4 separate regions of the Mus musculus genome follow, and regions 2, 3 and 4 are each linked to region 1. The links are chromatin contacts, called in public Hi-C, HiChIP or PLAC-seq and promoter capture Hi-C maps. All regions are on one chromosome and are shown on one strand. The core of a region is the stretch at or near the end of the contact, and the rest is flanking DNA. Distances in the headings are between cores, read along the strand shown. Region 1 holds the start of Xylt2 (xylosyltransferase II). Region 2 holds the start of Luc7l3 (LUC7-like 3 (S. cerevisiae)). Region 3 holds the start of Abcc3 (ATP-binding cassette, sub-family C (CFTR/MRP), member 3). Region 4 holds the start of Col1a1 (collagen, type I, alpha 1).

Region 1 (3,203 bases), core at 294-2,793:
GTCTTATGTGCAGCTGTGCATGCATATCAGAGGTCTGTTTCTCAGAGGCCACCTACTTTGTGATTTTAAGATGAACTCCAGGCTGGCTGGCCAGCCAGCCTCAAAGATACACCTATCTATCTCCCCAGTGCTGGATTTACAATAAAATACTACCACTCCAGGCTTTTTATGTAGGTGCTGGGGACTGAACTTGGGTCCTCACTGAGCCATCTCTTACAGTGGTTCCAAAATCTTCTTTATAACCTTATCACCCTTCCATTCCACGGATGTATAAATTCTTTATGATGCCTTGGGCCTGTTATCCTAGCACTCTGGAAGTGGAGGCGGGTAGATCAGAAGTTCAAGGTCAACCTCAGCTGTATTTTGCTGGCCTGGGATACACGAGACACTATCTCAGACAAACGAAGACAAACTTCTGTTTTGCACTTGGGAGGTAATGATGGGAGAGTCAAGAATTAAAAGCTACTGTAGACAATAAATACTTTACCAAGTTGGTGAGAGTCCTAGTGTAAGGCAGATCAGGCCAGGTAGCACAGCAAGGCAACTGGATCAAATAGCTCGCTTGTTTGTTTACTTAAAATGTGAAGCGTTTCTGCTGTGGGTTTTGTTGCCTCTAGTCACCTTGCTCTGGCAGGCACCTTCTTACCTCCTTCCACTGCCCACCGTGGTCTGCTGGGATCAGGTGAGGCCCCGGGTGTGTTTAGTCCTTACTGGACACGGCTCTTGAACACGCCAGAAAGCAGTATGGTCAACCAGGTGGGTTCTCTCAGCTCCCTACTCTCCTAACATTTACTGAGCTTTAAAGCTGAGGGCCAAGGCTTCAATGGCGAACGAGGCACGTTCGCAGAGAAATTACCACCAGATGCTTAAATTGTGCTAGCGAGGCACAAGCCAAGATGTCACTGATGGGGTGGAGCGAAAACAGCATATGCTAAGGTCTGGTGGGTCTCCAAGCGTGATCCCAGAGCAGCAGCAGCAGCGGAACTTGTTGAAAAATTTAATTCTCGGAGGTTCTAAACTCCAGGAGTGAGAACTGGCGCTGTTTTTTAAATCATCTTCCAGGAGATTCTGACGTAAGCTAGAAGTTGAGAGCCACAACACCAGCAGAGGCCTGAGGATGCTTGGGATGAGAGGTTGCAGAGTGGCAAGTCAATTTCGTGAAGAGCCTCAGAAGTCAGTCAAGGGCCTATGCTTTGTCTTCAGGGATGCGGCCTTCAGATTTTAGGCAGGGCAGGTGGTACTCACACGTCTTGAGAGTGCCAGCATTTCCCAGGGGTGGGGGCCAGCTGACTCCCCCTCCCCCCATGCCCTGCGACACCAGAGCGGTCAGGCCGCAGATCCTCCGCACTCCGGGACAATGCTTTTGCGGTCAGGAAATGATTCTTCCACAGGCAGACACTCATAGAGATGTGGAAAAGACCCCAAGCACAAGACTCAAACCTTGGAGACAGAAACGAGCGGACCGCCTACTGCCCCACGCCCAGCCCACGAGAGGGTGGGGCCTCGGGCCCCGCCCTTTGCCCGCCCATCTGGGCGGAGTGAGGAGGGACTCCGGGGCCCCGCGCCTGTGCGCACGCCCGCGGCCGGTTTGCAGGGCCGGACGCGCGCCCCGCGTCCCGGGCAGGAAGATGGTGGCGAGCGCGCGGGTGCAGAAGCTGGTGCGGCGCTACAAGCTGGCGATCGCCACCGCACTGGCCATCCTGCTGCTGCAGGGCCTGGTGGTGTGGAGCTTCAGCGGCCTGGAGGAGGACGAGCCGGGCGAGGTGCTCCGACGGCCGTGCGGGCGGGCAGGCCGGGCGCGGGGGCGCGCGGGGTCCTGGCGGGGCTGCGGGCGGCCCCGGCCAGGCAAGTGGGGCACGGGCCGCGTGCGAGCAAGGCGCAGGCAGCCTGCTGGAGCCCAGCCTCCGGTCCCCAACGCTCCCTTTACTGGAGGGCCTGGCTGGCTGCGTGAGGGAGCGGTGCGTGACTCGGAGGTCGAGGCGGCCGGCGAACTGGGGGGCGCGAAGGGATGAGCGGGACATGGTGGGATGGTCTCCGTCCCGGGGAACGATGAAGGTCAGGCTCGGGGATCTGGGCTGGGAGGAGCGACTGGGCCCCAGCCTGCTCGGAGGTGGGGAGCCTCAGGCCAAACTTTCTGAAGTTGGGAGGGGGCGGTGGTGTACGTGCTGTGGGCGGAAGAGTGGGGGCCAAGGGACCCTGGGCATTCGTGTTGAGCTGCGCCTGAGAAGCAGCGACTGGTGGTGAAGTGGAGCTCAGGGGGTGGAATTATGGCCTGTGACAAAGTGTATACACGGGAATAGAGTGAACAGGAGTCACCCCAAGGGAAAAAAAATACTGAAGTGTTCTCAAGGCGTGGCTTTCTCAGCCAGGGAAGAACCCTGGTGGATCTTCAGGAGGGGATGGGAATGGAAGGTGAACTGTTGAGTTGGCCTCAGGACATCAAAGGAGGAAAGAGGCATCTCTGGCTCTGGGGTAATGGAGGAGCAGCTGTGAGCTCCAGACCCTGACCCCAGGGATCTGCTTTCTCTTCACTGGTGCTTTTAGTTGCAGACTCAGACACACCCTCCTGGTTGTGTGGTTAGGAGGGGTCCAGTGGGGTCTAGGTCCGTTCTGGAAAGGTGGGGAGGGTCAGTCAAATCAAAGCCCTAAACTGTGGACAGAGATTAGGGGTTCTTGCTTCTGCCCCCCGCCCCCTTGTCCCTGTGTCTCCAAGGCTTCGGGACAGAGGCTCTCTTGTCACATCCTTTTGGGCTTTACCTGGTAGGGTGAAGAAGGCATGGAGCCTAGAAGCCTTCCCTTCCTGCACCTGGTCAGTCCCAAAGACCTGGTGTGGAGACTGGGAGAAGAGCTGCTCTTCCAGTTTTGGGGAGAATCAAGATGCTGAGGGGGTGAGGAGAGGAGGAACTTGGGACCGTCAGCGACTCCAGAAGGCGCCGAAGCCCGTCCTGGGGAAGCTGGCTGTGACTTGTGTAGGAAGAGCTTGTTCTTTGGGCAACTGGGACATCTCTGATGGTGTGGGCCGCAGAAGAGCCCTCTGACCCTCATCTATGTGAGGGGTCAGGCTGATGAGGACTCTGGGGAAGGGCATGTCAGAGAGTCTTCTCCTAAGTACATGGCCCATTGTGGCTGGTGGTTTGAGTCAATGAATGGGCTGAGCCCCTGCTGCTCTGCCCACAGCCAGGGGTGGAGAACCAGAGAGAGGT
Region 2 (3,203 bases), core at 243-2,742, 360 kb after region 1:
TTTAAAAATTGTTTTAGACAGGAACTCACACAGCAACCCATGCTGGTCTGGAACAATAATCCTTCTGGCCAAGCCTCCCAAACAAGGGGATTATAGGCCCGGTCTGCTATTCCTAGCTGAATATGAATCTTGTTTTTGAGACAATGTCTCACTATGTAGCCCTGGCTGGCCTCGATCAACTTGCCTCTGGATTGCTAGGGATTAAAAGTTTGCAAGGCCGAATTAATACTTTTAAAGAAATTCCAGGGAGTTCACCACTCAGCATGAAGAACAGAGTTTAACCTCCAGCACATACATGTAAAACAGTGGTTTATAGCTGCAGTACTAAGGAAGCAGAAATAAAAGGATTCGTAGGGCTTTCAGGCTGACAGAGAGCTCACGTCCCAGTGAGACATTCTTTTTGAAAAAGGGTTTCTCTGTATAACAGCCATGGCTTTATACAGAAACTTGTTTTGTAGACCAGGCTGGCCTCAAACTTAGATATTCACCTGCCTTTGCCTCCCAAGTGTTAGCACTTAAGAGGCAGAAGCAGGTGAACCTCTTTAATTCATAAAATCCACCTGACTCTGCCTTCCCAGTGCCTTCCTAGATAAAAGGTATACGGTGACAGCAAGCCCAGCTAAGTTTTCCTAATCTTTTGAAAGTTTAGATTGAGGAGCAATGGTGGCACGTCCTAGCACTCATAAGGCTGAGACACGGGAATCTCTGTGAGTTCGAGGCCAGCCTGGTGAGTTCCAGAACAGCTAAAGTTACAGAGAAACCCTATCCCGAAAAACAAAACCAAAAACCAAACAAAGGTGGATAGTTCCTGAGTAATGGACTCCAGAGGGTAACCTCTGGTCTCCTCTATGATTCCCTGAACACACAGTAACACATTTGATACAAAGTGAAGGAAGATAAATTCCTGGATTGGAGGTATTACAACATAATTCCTCCACCGCATATAGTCTATTCCTTGATTTTCCTCCCTAAAAATCGAGGAAGTCCGGACAAAACCGGGTAGAAGAGTTGAGGATTTAACTCGCTGGTAGAGCGTTAAGCGTTAAGGTTCCCGGTTCAATCCCCAGCATCGAACTGGGTGGGTGTGGGAAGGGTGGAGGGTGCAGACATAAATAAGGACAGGTAGAGGAGGAAGAAACTACAGCGACAGGAAAATGGAGTCTGAGCACGATCGCAGCTCGCTCTTCTTGTTTCCCTCCCTGGAAGATGGTCCCCCGCACACCACGTGGACAAAGGGACATTTTCTCCGTTTCAGGGCAGTGGCAAAGGACCCAGAGCTAGATTGCTCTTTCTCCAAGTAAAAAAGAGGCCGACACCGGCAGCCGTTAGAGCGTCCACCGCTCCGTTGGGTGGAAGGCACGGCGGGGGCGGAGTCAGTGCCTGGCGGGGCTTTGCCCCGGGCCCGGGCCGGAGGTCCCGCCCCCTCGCCGGAGAAGCCGCGCTGCCCGCCCTCGCAGCCCGGGCCTAGGCGTGTCTCCACGGGCGCACGGCATGCTGGGAAGGTGCCCGGGCGGCGGCCATTTTGTCTTCTCGGCTCCTCTCTGGAAGAGGCTTTTCGAGCTTGAGAGTGGGCCGAGGGGGCTTGGTTCGGCGGCCGGGCGGCTGGTGGGGTTTTTTATCGGGTGGGTGCTAGGGCTGGCGTGAGCAGCCGCCCGGAGGAAGCACCATGATTTCTGCCGCGCAGTTGCTGGATGAGTTAATGGGCCGGGACCGAAACCTCGCCCCGGATGAGAAGCGCAGCAACGTGCGCTGGGACCACGAGAGCGTAAGTCCCGTGGGCCTCGGGCCTGTGCCCCGGGGACTGGGGGAGGGGGAGCTGAAGGGACCCGAGGGCGGGCCGAGGCTGGCCCGAGCGGGGTGCGGCGCGATTTGGGGGGACCTGGCCGCGCCGACTGAAGCACCTGACGGCGGAGGGAGGCGGGCGTGCGGCCCAGGACGGAGGGAGGATTCCGCGCCAATCCGGGGGATAGCGGCGTTTGTTGTTGTGTGGAGGAAGTCCGGGATGGCGCTTGGCTGGGCAGAAGAAGAAGCACCTTGGTGAGGCCGAGAAACGCGGGAAAAGGAAGAAGGAAGGGCTCGCTTGATTCCACCAGAGCTCCGGGGTTTTACCGTATGAATAAGAAAGCAGGCTTCCGTTATTTGGGTGCAGTCTGTCTGTCTGTCTGTCTGTCTATCTATCTATCTATCTATCTATCTAGAGTGTGTGAGTGTGTGTGTGTGTGTGTGTGTGTGTGTGTGTGTGAGAGAGTCGGGAGTCATATAGATAGATAGCCTGACTCCCGACCAGTATTCGTGGGGAAGGACATCGTAGCAGTGCATTGCTTAGGAGTGCTGCCATTTGGACACTTCTGTGAGAAGGTAGACAGTTGAAAGACGGAACGAGGTACAGTTTTATCATGAACAGTTTTTTGCTAATGCGGTTTGATGGCCGTTTGACGCGTGCTTGATGGCCGTAGTAGACCCTCAGCTAGGCAGTTGTGAAGGTTTTTGTTTTCACATAAACTCATTCGGTCCTTTTACTCTCTTAGAAAGGTTAACTATAACTCCTGGGTCGCAGGTGAGGCTAAAGCCTCTCTCTCTCTCTCTCTCTCTCTCTCTCTCTCTCTCTCTCTCTCGGTCTCTTGGTGATCGGGAAAGCTAAATCTAATTTTTGTAGCACTGTTGAGGTTGCACTGTTCTTCGTGCATATACTGTACTGTATTTCAAGTACTTTTTATCTAGTTTTGTACGTGGAGCACACTGTCTTAGATCTGAACTGGAGAGTGGGTACACTTGATTTTACCTTGCAGTTATAATCAAACAGCAGTTTTAAATCACTTGATAAAATATGAGAAAATGGCTCAACAAAAGCTTTGTTTTGTTTCTGTTTTTGAGGCAGTGTTTTACTCTGTAAGCAGGTGGTTCTCGAACTTGAAATCCTCACTCCGCTTCCAGAGTGCTGGGATTACATCGTTGCCACGATTGGCTAACAGGCTTTTTAGGAAAGTAAATTATGTATTTTTTTAAATCTATTTATTTATTATATGTAAGCACACTGTAGCTGTCTTTAGACACACCAGAAAAGGGCATCAGATCTCATTACAGATGGTTGTGAACCACCATGTGGTTGCTGGGATTTGAACTCAGGACCACCAGAAGAGCAGTCAGACCTCTTCCCCACAGAGCCATCTCACCAGCTCAGTATGCGTTGTTTTTAAACACAT
Region 3 (3,203 bases), core at 274-2,773, 280 kb after region 1:
AAGCTCCACGAAGTCTTCTGTACAGAGGTTGGAGGAAGACAGGATGGGAGAGAAAGGGGCAGAGGGAGGAGAGAAATCGAACAGGTGACTAACTGTCCCACCCCCACTCTACTAGCTTCTCCCTAATCTGGCTTCCAGTACTTCGTGCCTGCCCAGAGGGGTAACGGATGGTCTACACTGTCCTACCGGGTCCCTCCAACGCCTTCAGGAGGCTAAAAATACCCTGTCCTGACTGGGAAACAAATGCCAACCACACACACACACACACACACACACACACACACACACCAAGAGCTTGCAGATAGAGACAGGGGTAAATTAGACCAAGAGGATTTCTGCTCACTCCAGAGAGGTGTGGGTGAGTTGGGATCGTATCAGGGAAGAGAGAGAAGGAGGGGAACCCAGCGTAGCCAAGCTGGGAAGGCCATTTTACAGACTGACAATGTGGAGGCTCAGCGTTAAGACACGGGTGCACGCCTTTAATCCCAGCCCTTGGGAGGCACAGGCAAGCAGGTCTCTGAGGTCGAGGCCAGCTTGGTCTACAGAGTGAGTTCAAGGGTAGCCAAGGCTATTCAGAGAAACTCTGTCTTAAACAAACAAAAAAACATAACAGTGAGCCGGGTGTGGTGGCACTCGCCTTTAATCCCAGCACTTGGGAGGCAGAGGCAGGTGGATTTCTGAGCTCGAGGCCAGCCTGGTCTACAAAGTGATTTCCAGGGCAGCCAGGGCTACACAGAGAAACCCTGTGGTTTCTCGAAAAGCCAAAAAAAAAAAAAAAAAAAAAAAAAAAAAAAAAAAAGCCATGACAGCAACAACAAAGGGTCAAGGTGTTAGTGAGGGATTTTCCTGAGGCCTCACTAGAATTAACCTAGGTTGGGTATTACATGTAGTCCATGCGGGTTATAGTTTGTTTTGTTTTGTTTTGTTTTTTCTGTTGAATCCTCAGAAAACTCAGTGTGAAGGATTCTATTATGGTGATCCATACTTCACCAGTGCAAAAGTGGGGAAGAGAAGTGCCCTGGGCAAGACACGGGAGCCACAGAACCTGAGAAGGCAGCAACTTAAGGGGACCACAGGGAAGTCATACACCCATCTATTTGGTACTAGGACCAACTTCATGCCCCACTCCCCTGCTGTACACATGTGCATAGACACATCACATAAATGTGCTGGTCTCAGTTCTCTGGTAACGTATGAAGAAAGAGACTAGGCTCACGAGCACTTCACATACTATAGACAATGATCTCCTATTTATATATAAAGCCAGAAATGACCCTACCTTTAGAAAGGACTTCTTTTACAGTGAGACTCATTCTCACGTCCATCAGCTTCGGGGTCTATAAGCTCAGGGACTAGTACAGTCAATTAATTACCCATCCTTACTCTACTGTCCCTTTCTTACATTATCCTTTAGGTACCAGCACTTTTACCAAGGCTGTGTTGCAATCGCTGGGGACAGGGAGAACTTGACCCAGAGGGCCTGAGGGCGGGGCGGGGAGGAGTGCCTATGGAGCAGGGAGTCAGAGGCGGTTCCGGGGCAGATCTGCTGGGGCTGAGCTGAACTGAGATTCCAAGTCCTGCGGTGCACCAGAGCCACATGGACCGCCTGTGCGGCTCCGGAGAGCTGGGCTCCAAGTTCTGGGTAAGAAGCGTCTCTTGGTATCCGTGCTACGGAGGAAGTAGGTGTCAACCGTGGGATGTCTGGTCTCTCGCCCCAACACAGCCTTCCGGAGGACGCACCTCCGGAGTGCGGAGTGCGGGAGCAGCAGCTGATGCCCTGGAAAGGCGGATGTGCATAGTCAGACCTGGGAGGGTCTAAGCTCCAAAGGGGGAAGAATGGGCGCAGAAGGATGTATAGCCACGGCTGTGCCTTGACCTACCGCGGGGAGAAGCTAGGCAGAAAGGAGGCTCCTGGAATCTGTAGTTGCAGGGCGCCAAGAATAGGGAAGCTCAGGCGCTTGCCTGTTGGTGTAAGTCTCTCTGTCTGGTGGATCCCAGGGACTTTTTGCGTTTTGCATAGAAGAACACTTTGTATTTTGCCTGCATCCCTAATGAATGAATCCACCCGACCCCACCTCCACTGGACCCGACCCAGTAACTGTGCCTTGGTTGTTCATCCAATCTTCCTTGCCTATACCCTAGGGCATCCAGAGCCCTGATCCGTCAGGACTTGGTACAGCTAGACCTTCCAGGCCCTGTTTTGGGAGGCTACTGTTTCTGTGAGCAAGATCCACCTGCAGGTCTGTGAGGAGACCCTATCTACACCCAGGACATATGAGAGAGAGAGAGGAGAGAGGAGAGAGAGAGAGAGGAGAGAGAGAGGAGAGGAGAGGAGAGGAGAGGAGAGGAGAGGAGAGGAGAGGAGAGGAGAGGAGAGGAGAGGAGAGGAGAGGAGAGGAGAGGAGAGGAGAGGAGAGGAGAGGGAGAACTGAGGTGTCCAAGCCCAAACCTTTCCATTGATAGATAAGGGAAATGGGGGTCTAGAGAGGTAAGGAATTGTGCCAAAACACCAATTCCACGAAACCAGATAAAAATAAAGTAAGTTAAAGCAGGTCTTTTGTACTGGGGTTATAGCTCAGGGGCGTGGCGCTTGCCTGATATGCAGGAGACTGGGCTCAAAACACAGTACCGTGAGGGTATGGTATGTGCGCACGCGCACAAGCTCAGTGCAGAAAGGTAACTTTCTGTGTCTCTCCTCAAATCCTTGTATCAGTCATCTTAAGCGTCTGAAGTGTGTGCAGCCTCAGCACTTGTTCCTCCACCAGGCAAAGCAACTGGGGACACAATCTCAGCCTCACAGGCAGAGTGTGACACGGGGCTACTTTCTCATTACCCAGGGGTTGCCCGCCCTTGTCTGGTTTCAAATCTAGAATCCGAATCCCAGTCTGTGTTTCTTCCATGACGAGTATTTGTGTATATGCATCCGGTGTGTGCAGATGTGCGTGTGCAGGGATGCGGGTGAGCTGTTTTGCACAAACGTGTGCTGTGTGTCTGTGTGTGAACAGGCATGTGAAAGTCAAGAGCCACACTCCAGTGTTGTCATTTAAGGTATCTCGGACTGGGCTGGGCACAAAGTGTAACATGGACTTGAGAGAAGTGAAAGGTCCTGAGTTCTCCTCCGCTTCCAGCCTCGCAATGCCAAGAAGCTGAATGTGGCTGCACAGCCTGTCATCCAGTATTTAGGAGCTGGAAATAGAACCAGA
Region 4 (3,203 bases), core at 498-2,997, 260 kb before region 1:
GGTTTCCACGTCTCACCATTGGGGACCCTTAGGCCATTGTGTATGCAGCTGACTTCAGGGACTGAGCAAATGGGAAGAGACACAGGATGTGTGCGGGTCAGAGACCTTACCCCGGAGCACCAGGGATCCCAGCCTTACTCACTCTTTGCCCTGTCTAAGAGGCGCACGGAGACTTCCCACTTCCTGAATCTTTCCCCCCACTCCCTATATTCTTCCCTCAAATCCTTAAATGCAGGTCTGCTCCATATCGGCGACGTTCAGTGACAGCACCAGGGCGCCTGGCCAGGACTATAACGTCCCAGTTCTCAGGAATTTAAACAAAGCTCTAGACTGGGGTTTCTTCCAAACAACTTCAGCCCACGCGCGCGGGAACCAAATGAAATAAAAAAGCCTGCTGAAGGAGAGTAGGAGGGCTCCTACGCAGTAGGTGGGGGCTCGTGGGACGTGGTTTGCGCGGAGACAGGAGGCGGGGGTGGGAGGAGAGAAGGGGAAATTCAGCCCTGGTCCCACCTCCTTTCCCGGGGCAGGTGGGGCGGAATGGGCGGGGCTACAATGTGGAGGGGCTGATTTCAGTGGAGCCCTGTCCAGTGTAGTAAAATGTATCCCTAAAGTTAGATACATCCCAATTTCCAGCTCCCAGGAATCTTGAAAACTTGCTAACTAGACAAGCCGGGTCCTTCAAAGCCAGTAGTGCTTTGGAATCTCCTTAGCCAAAGAAGTCAAGTCTACAAATAGTAATGATGAGTTAACCACGCCCACCGCTCCAGGACCTGATCAAGGCAACCACTAGGTGGCGGGCAAAACTAAGCAATGCAGGGGCGGACCGACTTTTACTCGGCCTGGGTCACTTCTTTCAAAGACCAGAGCTACCCCATCCATCCCTGCTTTTATTTTCCTAGTCTGGAGATGAGGGTCCGCAATAACCCAGGTTTTCCTTCTCAGCCTGTGCGCTGTAAAGTGCTGTACCAGGACTCGTAGTGCTCTCGGCTGGCCAGCAGGAGGCACAGGGACCGCGCCCAGTCAAGTCCTAGCCAAACTTTCTCATCCAGCAACCCGCCCTCTCCGTGCGTCCCCTCCCCCCCCCCCGAGAGCCCAGCACCCCGGAGGCCCCAGCAACACTGTCTAGCCTGCAGAGAGGGCAAACAATCTTTCCTTATGAATCATCCCGCAGCCTTTTTGATAGCTTTTACATCTTGAGCTCCGAATCTCTATTCCAGAGGCCTTATTTCATTTTCGACGTACTCTGCCCCAACCCGTGTCCAGATTCCCACTTTTCCTGTTGTGCTACAGATGGGTGCTTGAAATTTCTTCCTGGGCCATCTCATGCAAGGCTCCACTTCTGAGAACTGCTCCCCCTCATCTGCTCAACAGGGTGACCTCTCTCATCCCGTTTCCTCTCCATCACCGTCCCATCCCTGCCTCTGGAGCAGCCCTGCACCTCCATTTAAGTCTTATCTGCTAGGACCCCTCTATACAGAACGCAATACCAAGAAGCTGTAGTAAACTCCCCAGAGTTTGGAACTTACTGTCTTCTTGGCCATGCGTCAGGAGGGCAGTGGCCCCTAAGAGGAGCAGGAGCCGGAGGTCCACAAAGCTGAACATGTCTAGACCCTAGACATGTAGACTCTTTGCGGCTGGGGTGGGGGGTTAGCTTCGGCTCATGCGTGGCCTCACTCCGCGTGCCTCCTGCTCCGTCCCGAGGAGAAACTCCCGTCTGCTCCGACGACTGGCCTGGGCCCCTTTTATACCATCTTGATGGAGAGCTGGGAGGAACCCTGCCTCTCGGAGAGGGGGAGCCAGCAGCCCGGCCCCCAGCCAATCAGAACTGCCTGGCCCGGCCCCCAATTTGGAACGAAGAGGGGGGAGGAGGGAAAGGAAGGGAAAGGAGTCCACCCAGCGCCCCCCCTCCCGCAACTCTGCCGCCCTTGCCCCCCAGATCTACATGGGCCAGAGGTGCTGTCACTGGAGTGTGGCTGGGCCCTCAGTATACTGAGTGTGGGTAGAGAATACCCCTTGTACTTTCTTTCTGGGACTTCAAATCAGAAGGATGTAGAACTGAGAATCTGAGTTGGGAAACACTACAAAGGGATCAGTGTCAGGAATAATTGGGAAAAGGTCCTCCTGGCCATGCCTAGTAATCTTTCAGGCATCCTGGGGAAGAACTAAGGAATAAGTTAGATTAATCTGATTAGAACCTATCAGCTAAGCAGATGTGCCTGTTGGAGGGAGGGGATCACCTCATGGTGTGGACCCAGGAATGGAGGGTAGGAATATTTGTGAACAGTTATACATCTCTTCACAGATACTAAGAGTCAGATATGTGGTGGTTTGAAAGGAAGGGGGTGCCTATCTGTTCTGCCATGCCAGACACACCTTTCTAATAAATAACAGCTCTGAGGCTGAGGCTTGGGGAGACCTTTGACATCCTTGTCCTTCCAGAAGAATGCTTATGCATTAAGTGATGAGCAGCAGTGTGGGCAGGGGGCTTTCTGGGTCCTCAAAGCTGGGGCCTGGGGCATGTTGTATAAATTCTTCTCTGACCTCCTCCATCCCAGCACTGGGATGTGAGTTTGTTGCAGGAAGCCTGTGACCAGGGATGTTTTAGAAAAAGGTCTTGTGTCAGCTGTGGCCACAGCCAGAGATTTGTTAGAGGCCCTCTTATGTAGCAATATCAATGCAGAATGAACAGGTAGAAGGTACTTGGCCATAGAGGGGTGTTCTCAAAGCTACAGAGAGCCCTCTTTTCTAATTGTACTTGGATGTGGTCTGGGGACACCTAGGTGAACTCAGTGTGTGGCAGAAACTTGTGTTTGGTAGCTGAGGGACTTTATTTAATGGTTTCTTCCCATGTCCTCACTTCTTTGCTGAAAATCTTGGCCATTGCTCCCCACCTCTGCCGTCAGGAAAGGGTCATCTGTAGTCCCCCAAGAACAGCAGCTTATATTTAAAGTTGTCGCTAAAAGACAGTGTCCGTTCTTCCCCGGTGCTCCCTGCACCCTGCAAAGGTGCTCTGTCCAATCTGCTTAGGAACTTCATCTTGTCAAACTGTGTGGGTGGTGTGGGAAGGCACTGGGGTCTCCTTGCAGGGCCCATAGACATCCTGTATCACTTCCCCCACCGGCTTCTTTAGAGCTGTAAACGTGGAAGCAGGGAGTCCCGCCTCCTCCAAACCATCCAAGATTCCATTGCTCCCCCCCCCCCCT

What was found. Promoter capture Hi-C pulls out the DNA fragments that hold promoters and counts their contacts. Hi-C and Micro-C count contacts between places; a contact is called where the count stands out from the background. HiChIP or PLAC-seq counts read pairs in DNA pulled down with a chosen protein or histone mark.
Region 2: a contact with region 1 is called in a promoter capture Hi-C map of pre-B cells. The contact joins the promoter of Luc7l3 here to the promoter of Xylt2 in region 1. A contact is called at or near these places in 4 of 39 promoter capture datasets (the C10 cell line, cranial neural crest, hippocampal neurons and 1 more) and 2 of 115 datasets of contacts at active chromatin or transcription factors (embryonic stem cells and extraembryonic endoderm stem cells).
Region 3: a contact with region 1 is called in an HNF4G HiChIP or PLAC-seq map of pancreatic cancer cells. The contact joins the promoter of Abcc3 here to the promoter of Xylt2 in region 1. A contact is called at or near these places in 2 of 39 promoter capture datasets (cranial neural crest and embryonic stem cells), 1 of 484 Hi-C or Micro-C datasets (embryonic stem cells) and 1 of 115 datasets of contacts at active chromatin or transcription factors (pancreatic cancer cells).
Region 4: a Hi-C map of Th1 cells shows a contact between it and region 1, with 3 times the contacts expected there. The contact joins the promoter of Col1a1 here to the promoter of Xylt2 in region 1. A contact is called at or near these places in 1 of 39 promoter capture datasets (cranial neural crest) and 1 of 484 Hi-C or Micro-C datasets (Th1 cells).

What each region holds. Positions count from the first base shown.
Region 1 is chr11:94,675,833-94,679,035 of GRCm38.p6, reverse strand. Xylt2 (xylosyltransferase II) reads left to right here and starts at 1,543. Exons shown (of 11, transcript NM_145828.3): 1 at 1,543-1,763. The coding sequence starts at 1,629.
Region 2 is chr11:94,320,252-94,323,454 of GRCm38.p6, reverse strand. It overlaps Luc7l3 (LUC7-like 3 (S. cerevisiae)), which reads left to right and starts at 1,492. Exons shown (of 10, transcript NM_001361574.1): 1 at 1,492-1,765. The coding sequence starts at 1,667.
Region 3 is chr11:94,391,310-94,394,512 of GRCm38.p6, reverse strand. It overlaps Abcc3 (ATP-binding cassette, sub-family C (CFTR/MRP), member 3), which reads left to right and starts at 1,523. Exons shown (of 31, transcript NM_001363187.1): 1 at 1,523-1,642. The coding sequence starts at 1,598.
Region 4 is chr11:94,934,768-94,937,970 of GRCm38.p6, reverse strand. Col1a1 (collagen, type I, alpha 1) reads right to left here and starts at 1,747. Exons shown (of 51, transcript NM_007742.4): 1 at 1,527-1,747; 2 at 1-61. The coding sequence starts at 1,602.